Linked DNA regions of Gasterosteus aculeatus: region 2 is linked to region 1. Evidence: chromatin contacts called from public Hi-C data. All regions are on one chromosome and are shown on one strand. The core of a region is the stretch at or near the end of the contact, and the rest is flanking DNA. Distances in the headings are between cores, read along the strand shown. Region 1 holds the start of cntfr (ciliary neurotrophic factor receptor). Region 2 holds the start of tmem267 (transmembrane protein 267).

Region 1 (6,623 bases), core at 2,900-5,399:
GTGTATTTAGAGCTGTTCAAATGGTAAACAGATCGACCGGGACAGATGTTTATGCAAGATGTAAACTATGTGTCATAAATTGCCTTTTGTTCCTTCTTCTGTTTTTTCTCCTTCTAACACCCAAAAGCAATATCATTCGGGTCTTTCTACGTCATGTTCATACTGTGATGAGAATGATTTCAGCCACCATAATCAATACCGCGTTTCCTATGCTGATCTGCTGTAAAATGTAGTTCAGTGTGTCTCCCTACGAGATATAGTTAATTAAGAGATAACGTGGTGAGATTTCCCGTGTGCTGAATTATGCTTTGTCCCCTGGTCAAGTGTCCTCTTCAATCTTCCAGTTGTCTGTGCCTCTCAATGGGAATTAATATTCTTTAATATTTTCCTTAGCGCAAGTTTGACAGTAGGGAACTGAGAGCCATAGACACAAAGTTCGTTGAAATAAAGAGATTACCGGTAAAGCGGTGTAATACATGGGCTCACATTTCATTTAAAGAAGTGGAAGTTCAGCCTGAGGAACCCCCCAAACGGCTGTGTATTTGATTTTAGAGCTGATGTTACAATGTGTAACCTTAGATGTTGATCATCTGATGTCTGCCTGGTGAGATTTTATATTGTGAATAATGTTCTACCTTTTATTTTGATGTCTTTTGTCATATATATATATAAATATAAATATATATATATATATTGTTTATATATATATATGTATTATTTATTTATATATATATATATATATATATAATGTTTCTTTGTAATTTCCATCCACTCAAACAATTACTCCTAATAAGCCCATTTTTCAGTCATTATTTCTTTCTATTTTAGCACGACTCCACAATGCTTTCATTAAGGTGATTTTGCTCAAAGGGATACCAAGGCCGAGGCAGTTTGTCATCTGTTGAGAATGAGAACCAGACAAAGAGCCACGGATTCAGTTTTGCAAAAACATCCATTTTATCCCTGTTAACTTCAGGTAGGATTGGTGCACGGCAGACAACACTCATGACCCGAATATCATATTATTGAAATTATTTATAATTTCAAACTTGAGTTTTTCGCATATTAGTACTTTGTTCAGCAAACTCTGTGTAAATTAGACATTTAATTGAAAGTTTAAAACTATATTGTTCGTATAAACTATAACTATACTAATTTCAGCACTAAAGGTGAGATTAGCATACAGCTGATATTTCATCTTATATGTGTTGTCCACAGAAATAATGTGTACACTTTATTGTAGCTAGTATTTATTTTGTTATCATTGCAAAAGAAAGTAGCAGGGATTGTGACTTAAAAGACTTGACTCGGCTTGAAGGTACCTGCCATTTTGAACACTCTGTTTATCAGTGGGAAGCAGGCTGTTACTAATCCAGTCAGTTTTCCCTGTCATTATTTTATACGGTTTGTGTATGCAGGTGTTACCATGACAATTGTGATGCCCTCATCTCAATAAACAAGAGTCACATTCAAATAAAGGTGATATTTTACATTTGTTTCCAGTCACATTCATGCTTTTTACAGTACCTTTTCTATTATACTGTTGCTGCTCTAAAACCAATATACAATTATAAATGGACCTTACCTGAATTAATCAGGTATGGTCTCTCCCTTAAAATGATGCAGTCAAGCACTTTTACATAAACCTATATACATATATATATATATATGTTTCCTCAGTCAGGTTCCTGATACCACCATTACAAATACCCTCAAAACAAAAGGAGAATATCCACAGAATAATTGCTAAAAATCAGGGAGAGGTTTTTAATAGACACGGTCAAGGACGGTCAATATTTCACAGCAAACTTATTGGTTATTCTCATTGATGAATATAAAAAGAAAATCACATCTCCCATCGGAGCTCTGGCCTTTTCCACAGCACCGTTTCAAATAGGATGAAAAAATTGATCCATTACCCGATTCAACCACCACTGTAAAGATCCGGTCTGTGTGGTAGAGGAAAGCATTTTGATTTGCTTTTTTTTTACTTCTGCAGTCTATCTGGAGGTTTTACATGAGCGTTTGTGATCGATGGGTAGAGTGCTAAGGGGACGTCCCAATCCTTGTTAATTATGTGAGTAACGTATTTGACTATGACATATGACTTTTCTCTGCATTCACACTATTAATAATTAGTGTGGACTCCAGAACAACAATGCAGCGCAAAATCCACTAATAAAATTAAAAAAAAAAACTCAATTTGATAACAACAGCATTTTCAAGGCTTGACGTCAAAACCATGTAAACCCTCGCTAAGAATACAGATTCTTTTCCCCATTGTGTCATGCTAAGAACATAACACATGTAACAAATCAGATAACAAGAGGAGCCGCAAGAGGAAACTGAATTACCCCACGGAGGAGATCTGCTTTCAGTGAATCTGCATTTGCAATTAAAGCAGCACATGAATGGAACGTAGCACGGTTCCACACTGAGGAACTCACCACTTACAGGTCCTTTGGTTCAGAAGATGCCTAACAAACCACTAAATCTGCCAGCACTTGTTTTGATGCCTTCCCATTGTTGTCTGCCAATGTCTATCAATATATGCAGCTTGTATGCTGCTGAAATGCCCTGCCTATCTGTCCTATCCGACTTTGCCTATGACTTAATTGTTTTTTGCTGTGTAAGCAGTAACAGTGCTATTATTTTTTTTAATAATGTCTTGATTCTGGGCTTATTTGAGGCTGCCAATTTCACACCTGACCAAGGACTGTGGATGGAAACTAGACTCCTGGAAAATTCTGGCATGGTAATGTGTATTAGCATGCACTGTCCCTGACAAAGAAAGTGAATAAATAAAAAATAACCCACATTGTCCTGGTAACATTTAGTTTCAAGTACATTTCACAGTGCCTTGAAAAAAGGGTTTTGAATTTCTTCTTCTTTTTAAACCCAATTTAGGACGTCAAACTATACATTCAGCAGTTCAGAAAACTAGTGACCGCTCCATTCGGGTCAATCAACCTCGTACCATCAAGGTCCTGATCCTGGCTGCAGGCAAGTGGATACAGCTCAGCCGTGATGTCTTCCCTTTCCACCATACTTTTCATTTTCATACAAACGTCTTTTTCTCCATATAATCCCTAAGGGCCTGTGCCACAATCCTATTGTTGAAATTTGCATTTTCAAAAGAAGGTGCAGGCGAGCGCAGGCTGTCATATGATGGTGAGACATTTATTTTTGCCAGCGGGTCAGGGTCAGTAAAAAAAACAGCGAAACGGTATCGGGATTACGGATTCAGACAGTAGGTTTCCGGCTTTTATACCTAATGGGAAAATCTTGCACTTGCAGTAAATCAAAAAGCTGGAGAACAAAAAAAAAGAATACAATTTCATTTGAATCAAATTAATTTAAACTGTGAGCAGAGTAACTAACATTTAACCTGCTTTGAAATCTTAAAATCTTAAAATACGGCATGTAGTCGTTCTGGTATTTAGAGAAGTGTGTGTGTGGACCATCTGACCTGGACCCCGACGGCGGAAACTTTTATGATTAGCCTTCTATCGGCCCTGGCAGCGCTGAGCCGAGGATACTTTTTGGGATTTGGTTGAGGTGTTTGTCTGTCAGCTGGGTTGTATGGTAATTTGTTGTTGTTCACCTTTTGAAAGCATTTCAAGTCAGTCAAACCACTTTGTCTCGGCCTGGAGGCTGAGCTCTGGTTTCATGTCGGGGATCAAAGCAGCAAAACTCTCCCCTGTATTTACTGCCACTCCGTTCTGTCTGACGGGATCCTGGGCCGCGCGCACTGCAACTGTAAATTGTGATTCACCAAAAATGTAGCCTCCAGCTCAGCAAATGTCGTAAATTCTGTTTGAAACACGCTCATTTAAATTCTCTCTGGTTCACACGTACAGTATCGTAGCTGGTGCTGGCTGATAAGTTTAAAGAGAAGTCTGACTTTAGGCTGTTGTTGAACTTCACTTGGAGGAAAACTATTCAATTTCCGTGCTCTGTAAAAGCCCTGGCGGTCAACGGTAATGGCCAAATAGTTTTAAAATTATGAATCCATATAATGTTGTGCAGGAGGGTCGGGGCCAAGTGGAACTTTGAAAATGCATTAGCGTGCAGACTATTTGACAACACATACATCTACTACTTGCTGTATGTACAAAACAAATCTCGCAACCGGAAGTAGTATTCAGCACGACGACGGAGGATGCGACGTTGGAACGTGACGTTTCGACCGGAGGTGGAGGAAGCCATGCTAGCGTTGTGCTAACGTTAGCTAACGCGGCGGCCTAGACTCGGCGGAGGTGCAGCCCCGCCCACACCCCACCCGCACCTCCACCTGTGTCTTTAACGCAGCCGGGACTGACCACTTCCGCTGCACACGTGGGTCAACAACCTCTGGACGTGCCAAACTCCAGCTGTTCACCGAAGTTTGTAAACAGTCCTATGTGTTATTGCTAATGACGACTTCCCGGGCGTCCATTAACCCAGCCGTCACTTTGTTTTAGGACGGCGGGCGGAGAGGAGGCGAGACACCGGACGGGTATCACCCCGAGAAACGCCACCTCCGGTGACGTTAATTAGAAATGGTGAGTAAAACCGTGACAACGTAGCTGTAACGTCACACATCACGTGCACTTGAAATACGTATTTTATACAAACATAATCATTGAAGTTGGTATTTTGTACTTTGTATTAAAAAGTTGTGTTTTTTTCTCTGACATTGTCACTGTTTGTGCACGTGACTAGAGGGTCGCGTGGGAGTTTGCACAACACGCGTGCGCGCTCAGCTTTGATTTGGTCGTTGTGTTTTTACTAATGTTCATTCTTTATTCTTTTTGGTGCTTCTTAAACTCTTCAATCAATGTCCATCTCCATTTGGTCCTTGTTCATATTTTTAGCTTTTATTTATTTATTCATTCATTATTCAGGATTTTTTGCACAATATAATGCCATAAATCCAAGATGAATGCTTCTGCAAGATGAATTAAAATTCAAACGTGGACTGACTCAAAAATGAGGCGTCCACATAAAAACCCCAGTGCCTGTTATATTCCGATGAGTCCACAGATTTTTTTTTTTTAAATCAACAGTGTGCCGACATTCGTGTCATTTACTAAGTAATATTATTTTAAAAAAACAAGAACAACCCCCCCCCCCCCTACAAATAAAGAGGCTATCAGTAGTAAGTGATTTGAGGGACACGGTACATTCCACTTATCGCTAAGTGGCCAAGCAGGCTTATTCTCGTCATTTCATGGTGTGTGATGCACAATGTGCAATTGTGTGTAATGGAGATTCAGTTGTGGGAGCAGATGATGATAAAACCATTAGCATTCTGATTTAAAACAGATTATTTAAGTTGCATATTTAGCTTCTCTCTATTACAGGTAACAATCTACGTGTGTGAGTCTTTTGTACAAAATGCCACATTTGTTTTTCATTTTTCTATGCTATAATATTTTTCTTTTTAGAGTGGGTTGAATTAGTATGTTGCTCAGGTTGAAGTTGGGTGGAGCTGTGCGGGTATGTGAACCAAAGTGGGACATAGGACAAAGTGAAAACGGTCAATGGGTGTGTAGAGCCTTTTGAAACCCCTCCAAACACGCATCGGTATGTTTACCAATAGTACATTTTACAATTTGTGATGCTGAAATGCTCAATATGGCCTCAAGGGGGATTAGTAATGCATCTTTGTCTTGCAGTAAGTTTCCAAACGACATGCAAAAAAGTATTTATTTTGACTTTCAGTGTGAGCGGGAGCGACAGGGGCCCACGTGACACACGGGACTCATTCCATTGCATTCTTGAGATGAGGAGACGTAAGGAGGAGTCGCCAGCCGTGCCGGGTGACATGGCAACAAGAGACTTATCGAGGTTAGTTATGGAGAAGCTGCACTCGCAAATGCGATCGCTGAGATTTGGGAGGCGTTTCTAAAACGGAGGCAACGTAGCCAGAAAGCGGAGCAATGAGTCGATGAGTTTAGCCAAATGAGCACTTTATTTTGAAGTTCTAACATTAATGATATTGACTGGCAATCCAAAAGTATCGAAGTCCCTGCCCAATTTATGATTGACAAGTTAGGTTCCAAACTGTTTGACTAACCTTTGGGTTTGTTTGAAATCAAGTGGGATTCTATCACTGCTCATTTTCTTCTTCTCGTTTCCTTTAAACAAAGCACAGAGCGATCGGGCACGTGTCGGCACCAGGAGGGGGTCGTATCGGCCTCGAGCGGCAGCCAATGAATCAAATACATTGATGAATTTAACGAGAGTAGTGGTCTCACTTAAAAAATATTTTATGAATACAATTGGTGCACCTCTCTAATTCCCTTTGGCAATCCCCCCACTCCTCCGATTAAACGTGTTGACGACATGTCATCATTACTGATTGGAATGACAGCTCCCACTACGAATAAAACAACGAATGAATTTTCCCCATACTTTTGAAAATATGCCTTTGCCAGGGAAAAAAAAATGCCGCAAGTTTGTACAGTCATGAAAAACCTGGAAATGGTCATTTCCAGGCCTGTAAAAGTTGTGAAATGATAAAATAAAATCCCCAAAGTCATGGTAATGTGTTATATTCATATGTTCATGTCGTTCATTTAAGATGAGTTCTAACTAATTCATATGCTTTTAAAACAGACGCTCAAAATATAAGCAGG
Region 2 (5,841 bases), core at 2,516-5,015, 180 kb after region 1:
CAGCTGCTCAGATGGGTCCGTGTATTAGGCCAGCTGGTGCTTCAGTTTACCGTGAGACGGTCCTCGGTTGGGAATAGGTGACTTATAGAATGATGAATTCACCACCAGACATATACTGGCAGTATGATTAAAAAGTAGCAAATGTAGGAGACGTCTAAAAGGGGATCAACCAAAATTCCATCGTTTGTTGAGGTGCAGCTTGTGATGCCTGTGTTGTGCTTGTGTCCGTTTCTTTCTAGATCTAAATATCTAGGAGTTGGAGGAGGAGGAGGAGGAGGAGGAGAAGGAGGAGGCTGGTCTTTTTTTCTATTTTGCACTTGTTTCCAGGATACAGTGCATTGATCATTTCTGTCCATCACTCAGTTACTCACGAGATTACTTAGACATGAAACTAGACAATGATAATGCCATTCAGCATTTTTGATAAATGGAGACAAAGAAATTACCCAGAGGAGCTTTTGAAAGGCGCTCCATACACCACAACAACAACAACAACAACAAAAGCAGCAGTGATATCAGCATAAACGGTCCTATAATACCCCCTTGTGGCTTTGGTCGGCCCCGGCAGACTATGTGTTAGCGGGCAGCAGTGCGGTTTGGGAATCTCCTCTTCACAGCAGGAAAACCGACTCTTCAGATGACAAAATCCGCCCCCAAAACTTTTTCGTCCTTTTCTTTATTGATTATGAATTACTGTTCACTTCCTTCTGAAATTGCAGCACCGTACAGGCAAACACTCACACATGAGTCGAGCGTATTTGCGCGTGTTTGTGTGTATAGTAACCGTAGCGGTGCCCATACAGCTATATCATCATGCCAAAGACTCAAATCCCCAAATAAAAAGGTTCCCCAAGCACCTGTCAGACTGCGCCGTGGGTCAAAGCACCCAGAAAGCCGTGTTGTTTGTGCGCGGCGCTCTAGATGCCAACTCAAACACACAAAGGAAAACTTGGGACTGGGTCTGAGGAAGCGTGCAGCTCCCGTTTTGCGTTCACCTGCGATCCATCAAAGAAGCCAGACAAGCACTCGATCCGTCTCCGAATCTGCCGACTCCAACGACTCGAGTCAGAGCGGCGGTGGTTTCGTCCCACGTGAGGACGAACAGCGAAGACTTCAGTAACAGTAGCCGGGCTATTTATACGTTTAGCTTTACACTCTGCTTTCGCGACTGGCAAAGAGGACCTGGATTGTAAAATAAATAAATAAAGTGGATTTTGAGACTGGACAGTTCTGTGCCCACCCATTTGTTTTGGTTCAATGGCGAAAAAGCTGGTTATTGAAACAAATAAAAGATCTATGTTGGTTTTGAATTCTGCTCTGTGCTGTAAAATGAAACGACACAAAACAGTTTGCTTCCCAAATTCTGACGCCTTTACAAACAATTAATAAAATGTATTTTTTGCAGTTTCCATTTCAATAGCTTCTATCACCAGTTAATATTATGTTATTCAAATGAATATTGATGTGTTTTATTGTATTTTTTTATCTTATGGACAAATAATACAAACACACATATAGGATTTTAGTTTTTTCTTTCAGACATTAATAATGGCTTAATTCTCCTTGCTCATATTTTGTAAACTATGATATGTAACTTTAACATTGAACAAAAGTTTATTATTTAATGATAATAATAATGTATGTATTAGCAGTAGAATGTCGTAACCTGTACCTGGGGTCTTTTTTATAGATGTATATACAATGACAGGTTTCAACCATTAAATGTGACCATTTCACAATGAACGATGGCCTCACATTCATTTTGTACTTTGAAGCTTAATTTACAGGTTCAGATGAGCTATATTGTGATTTCATTGACTGCTGTTTGCAGATGACGCGCCTCTCTCTTTGCTCACGTTGTTTTTTTACTCTGAAAACTGTATCATCAGGTGGTTTCTTATCACGGGAGAGTGTGGTCAGTGAGGGTCAGTGTGTTTGCGTGCTAGTATTTACTTATTAACAATAAACACAGTACAGCTGAGGCTGCTGGTAATTAGTTTTGCTTGGAGACACAGATCAAGCAATGGGGAAATCCCAATTTTAACCTGATTATACCCGATCACAAGTCGTCCTCAAAAGTAAAAACTCGAAAGATTTGAATCACGTAGTTGAATGTGAAAAGGTTATAGTCATTCTGCTCCGACTAACAAGAAAAACAACACATTCTGCTCCACCAATTTCCGCTTCTCAGGTCTCTGCAGAGAGAATTAATTAAAGAGAGTTGTGTCAACTGAAAACTATTTTAAAGCAAAGTGCGGTTAGTTATACACATTTACAAGTACGAGAACAGTATGTTCATTCAGTCTTCATGTTTTTGTCCCAACAGTTGTCCCGAACATTTCCCCGACCTTGAATTGGCTCTATAATGTATTTTTAGTAAAATGTAATTAAAGGGCTACTTTAAAGTCTAGTGAGGTTTCATTTGGAACTTGGATGATTGTCTTACTGCTTCTGTTTCCTATCCGATCTCACATCACAGTGCACTCAAAGCTGATGCCAGTGAGTTTAATACTACATTTACAGCGATAAATTCAATAAGAAAATAAGACCGGGGGAAGAGTGGGATGGTCAAAACTCTCCTCTTGACCTTAAGCTCTCACTCTCTGTGCTTCCCTCTTCTTTAATCTGTCTCACTGTCTCTCTTGCCTCGCTCAAGCCCTCCTTCTTTCAATATTCTGACAAGTTCTGGCAGGCCGAGGACAAATCAATACACCATCTAGCGGCTGTCCGCTGAGTCCTCCTTGTGTGTGCGTGCAGACAAGAGTCTGCACGCACACACTGTGGGCATTGTGTTCATTAGTCTTTCCTTCCTCGCTCAAACCGGCCCGTCCGCTTTTTGTCTCTATGAGAACGCAATTAATATGTACAATGACATATGCATGAAGCGACGAAGGATGGTAAAGACGCACCACAGTGTTGTTCTGTGTGTCCTTAACAGAACCGTGTTACTAATATTTCAACCTGACTTTAATTAAATGCAATTGAAATGTTCAGCCATGCTCTCTTTGTCTGCAACCATGATGTGATCCACATTAACCTCTATATAGGAAAGAGTGTGCGTGCGTCTGTGCGTGCGTGCGTGCGTGTGTGTGTGTATCCCATCCAGAGGCTGTCAGTTCCAACAGCCTCACTCTGCTCTAATGACTAGTTTGACCTTTCACTGATAACTGGATGAATGACACGATCTCTCCTTCCCTTCCAATCCTGCCCAGGCTCTCTTTAAACACTCAACCGGCTTCATCTTTGCTGCAGGATTTCTTATCTCTGCTTTTTACAATTCATGTCTGTTTGTCACACTGTGTTTTAACCATCTTTTTATGATTCTTATTTGCAGTAACTATTCACATACTTACATATTTTTCTCAATTGGCTGATAATGTTTCCGTTTTCTTGATATCAATGCGGTTTATAAACCGTACATACATTTAATTACATACGTCGAAACATTTTGATCGTTGTGGACACTTGTGGTTTTGCTTTTGGTGGTATTGCGTTGTTTACTTTTTCTTTAAGGCAAAACACATAGTTAATATAATAATAATAATAATATAATATACAATTATAATCCAACACAAAAGCGCCCATAAATTAACATAACGAAACACTGTAATAATTACCAGTTTGATGAACACTGACAAGGTATTACTTTAACTGATAACTATTCATACACATATTATTATGGTTGTAGATCAAACTCCAAGTCGTTTTTGATAACTTTAAACAGCAAAGTTACAAAATGTACTTCATTTATTATCTAAATTTCAAGCTGAAAATAAGGTTAAAGTTCTGCGTGTTGCCACTGGATGGCAGCAGAGACAACAGCTTCCACGGTGCGCTGTCCGTGGTGCTGAACCCTCCTACTGCCGTCCCCTTCTTTGTTCTCCGTGCTTCTGTCCCTGGTGCTGAATGATGGGTATCTTATTATATCGCTCCTCTGACATCAGTCCGGCGCCTCTGCTGCCTGCAGAAGAATTGGGTGGAACAGAACACCAGTATGTGACATTGCATTAGTAGCCATTAGTAGCCACCAGTGTGACTGGTCAGTGTGTCTGACCAGGCAAACCAAAAAGTCCTCCTCTTATGTTTTGGCCTAACGCTTACTGTTACAGGCTTAAACACAACACACTTGGTGTCGCTGACGTCTGTGAAGTACTTGAATTGTGAGTCAGTGCTACCAAATGGAGTTTGTGTCAGCAAACGTGTCCACAATCATTGCTGGAACATTAGTGTCCAAGGTGTCTCTCACTGCCAACGACAGACTTGTTTAATCACTGAAGTCAGGTTCCCTGAAACCGGAGCAGAGAGACGAGTGTTTAGAATTACAAGCAACTGTTAACACCTCTCCTTTCATGACACTGGCGTATTAAAACAAATGAGGAAATGCAAAAACAAATCGCAGATTGAATTGTAATTCTAAATTACTGTTGATGGAATGATTTAGAAAGAGTCAGGCCCATTGGAGTCAACCCCACGTGAAGGGATGAAACTGATACGACCTTAATAGAAACAATAGGGTTCTAAATGTTGAAATGTAAATATCGCATGCCAAATTTCAGCATTTGAACGGAAAGGCTTTTAAAGAACCCTCCACTTGGTAGGATTGTCTGATTTGAAATACTTAAGTTTACATGTTGTAAGCTTAGCAGCAATTATTTGCAAGACAACCTGTTGGCTTTTTTTTGTGCACCATCGTATTAGTCAGGATTTTGGATTCTAAAAAAGTCTGAAATATTGTGCATTGAATGTGCACTTTACCTGAAAGAAGAGAGCCGGGGTTTAAAAAAAAGGATCATTCCCTTCTGTAGTCCCAGTGTTATTTTATTGTGTGGTCTTCTTTACCCTCTAGTGGTGCTCAGAGAAGCTGCAGCCATTGAATGTCAGACCTCTTCTGCTGATTCCTGATCAAAATACTCTCTGCTGTAGGTAATGCAAACATAGTGCTCAACTCCAGAAACGTGTTCGCAAGTTGCTTTGCCTTATTCAGTTTGGATTGAAAATAACGGTGTGTTTTTTTTACATTTTATAAACATTTTGCTGGAGGCTTAAAGTAACTTAGTTGGTTTAGCTCAAGTCTTTATTTCTGTGGTCCTAGTTTGCCTGACGTTTAATCCAAAACCGCTGTGGAAATATGTGATCAAATATATTGGACATATTGCAATAAATACCGAATAGGATTAAAATCTATGGTAATATCTAATTTACAAATTGGTTGAGTTTGTAAAATTCTAAAAAGAACTAGACACTTTGACGTGTTATGCAGTTTTTTTTAACCCAAACTATATTTTTATCAAATTTCAGTTGGATTGTTCTGACAAAAGAGAGGTGGGTGCGATGCTGATCCACATAAACAAACACAAACACTGTTTTCAAAGAAGCAAATGACAATAGACGTCTCTGTGTCGGGGCGGTATTCCCCCGCTGACCTGAAGGGGGCAGCGCAGCGCCTCCAACCGCCGACACCGAAGAAGAAGCGTCGCGTCTGTCGGTCGGGTATCCAATGCAGAGCAATGGGGTGAGTAACGTTATATTTATTAACCAGCCGCTCAGAGCTGTGTTTCAAAATGTTAGAATTTAGACAATAAGCAATCGAATCGCCGGTTTTTCGTGAATGCGAAGCGCGTCTTGTCGCGTAATTCGTCGCGATTTAGCAGCGCTGATGGTGACAGCTGCTGTCCGCCTACACACAGTAGCATCGGTCGCTGTTAGCCGGTTAGCTCCTCGTTAGCTCCCGTAGCGCGGTGAGATCGGGTCCTCCAACATGTATTCCCTCTTTTTTTAGAACGATCTGACGTGAATGAAAGACGGACAACCGCTACTGTTAGTACTGAATATAAGCAGAGG

The links. A called contact is a pair of places that touch in the nucleus more often than the background predicts.
Region 2: a Hi-C map of skeletal muscle shows a contact between it and region 1, with 3 times the contacts expected there. The contact joins the promoter of tmem267 here to the promoter of cntfr in region 1. A contact is called at or near these places in 3 of 6 Hi-C or Micro-C datasets (skeletal muscle and tail fin).

Annotation. Positions count from the first base shown.
Region 1 is chr14:11,322,466-11,329,088 of fGasAcu3.hap1.1, forward strand. It overlaps cntfr (ciliary neurotrophic factor receptor), which reads left to right and starts at 4,150. Exons shown (of 13, transcript XM_078088470.1): 1 at 4,150-4,385; 2 at 4,464-4,544; 3 at 5,707-5,832.
Region 2 is chr14:11,502,195-11,508,035 of fGasAcu3.hap1.1, forward strand. tmem267 (transmembrane protein 267) reads left to right here and starts at 3,766. Exons shown (of 3, transcript XM_040197037.2): 1 at 3,766-5,512. cntfr (ciliary neurotrophic factor receptor) reads left to right here. Exons shown (of 13, transcript XM_078088470.1): 13 at 240-1,743. The coding sequence ends at 240.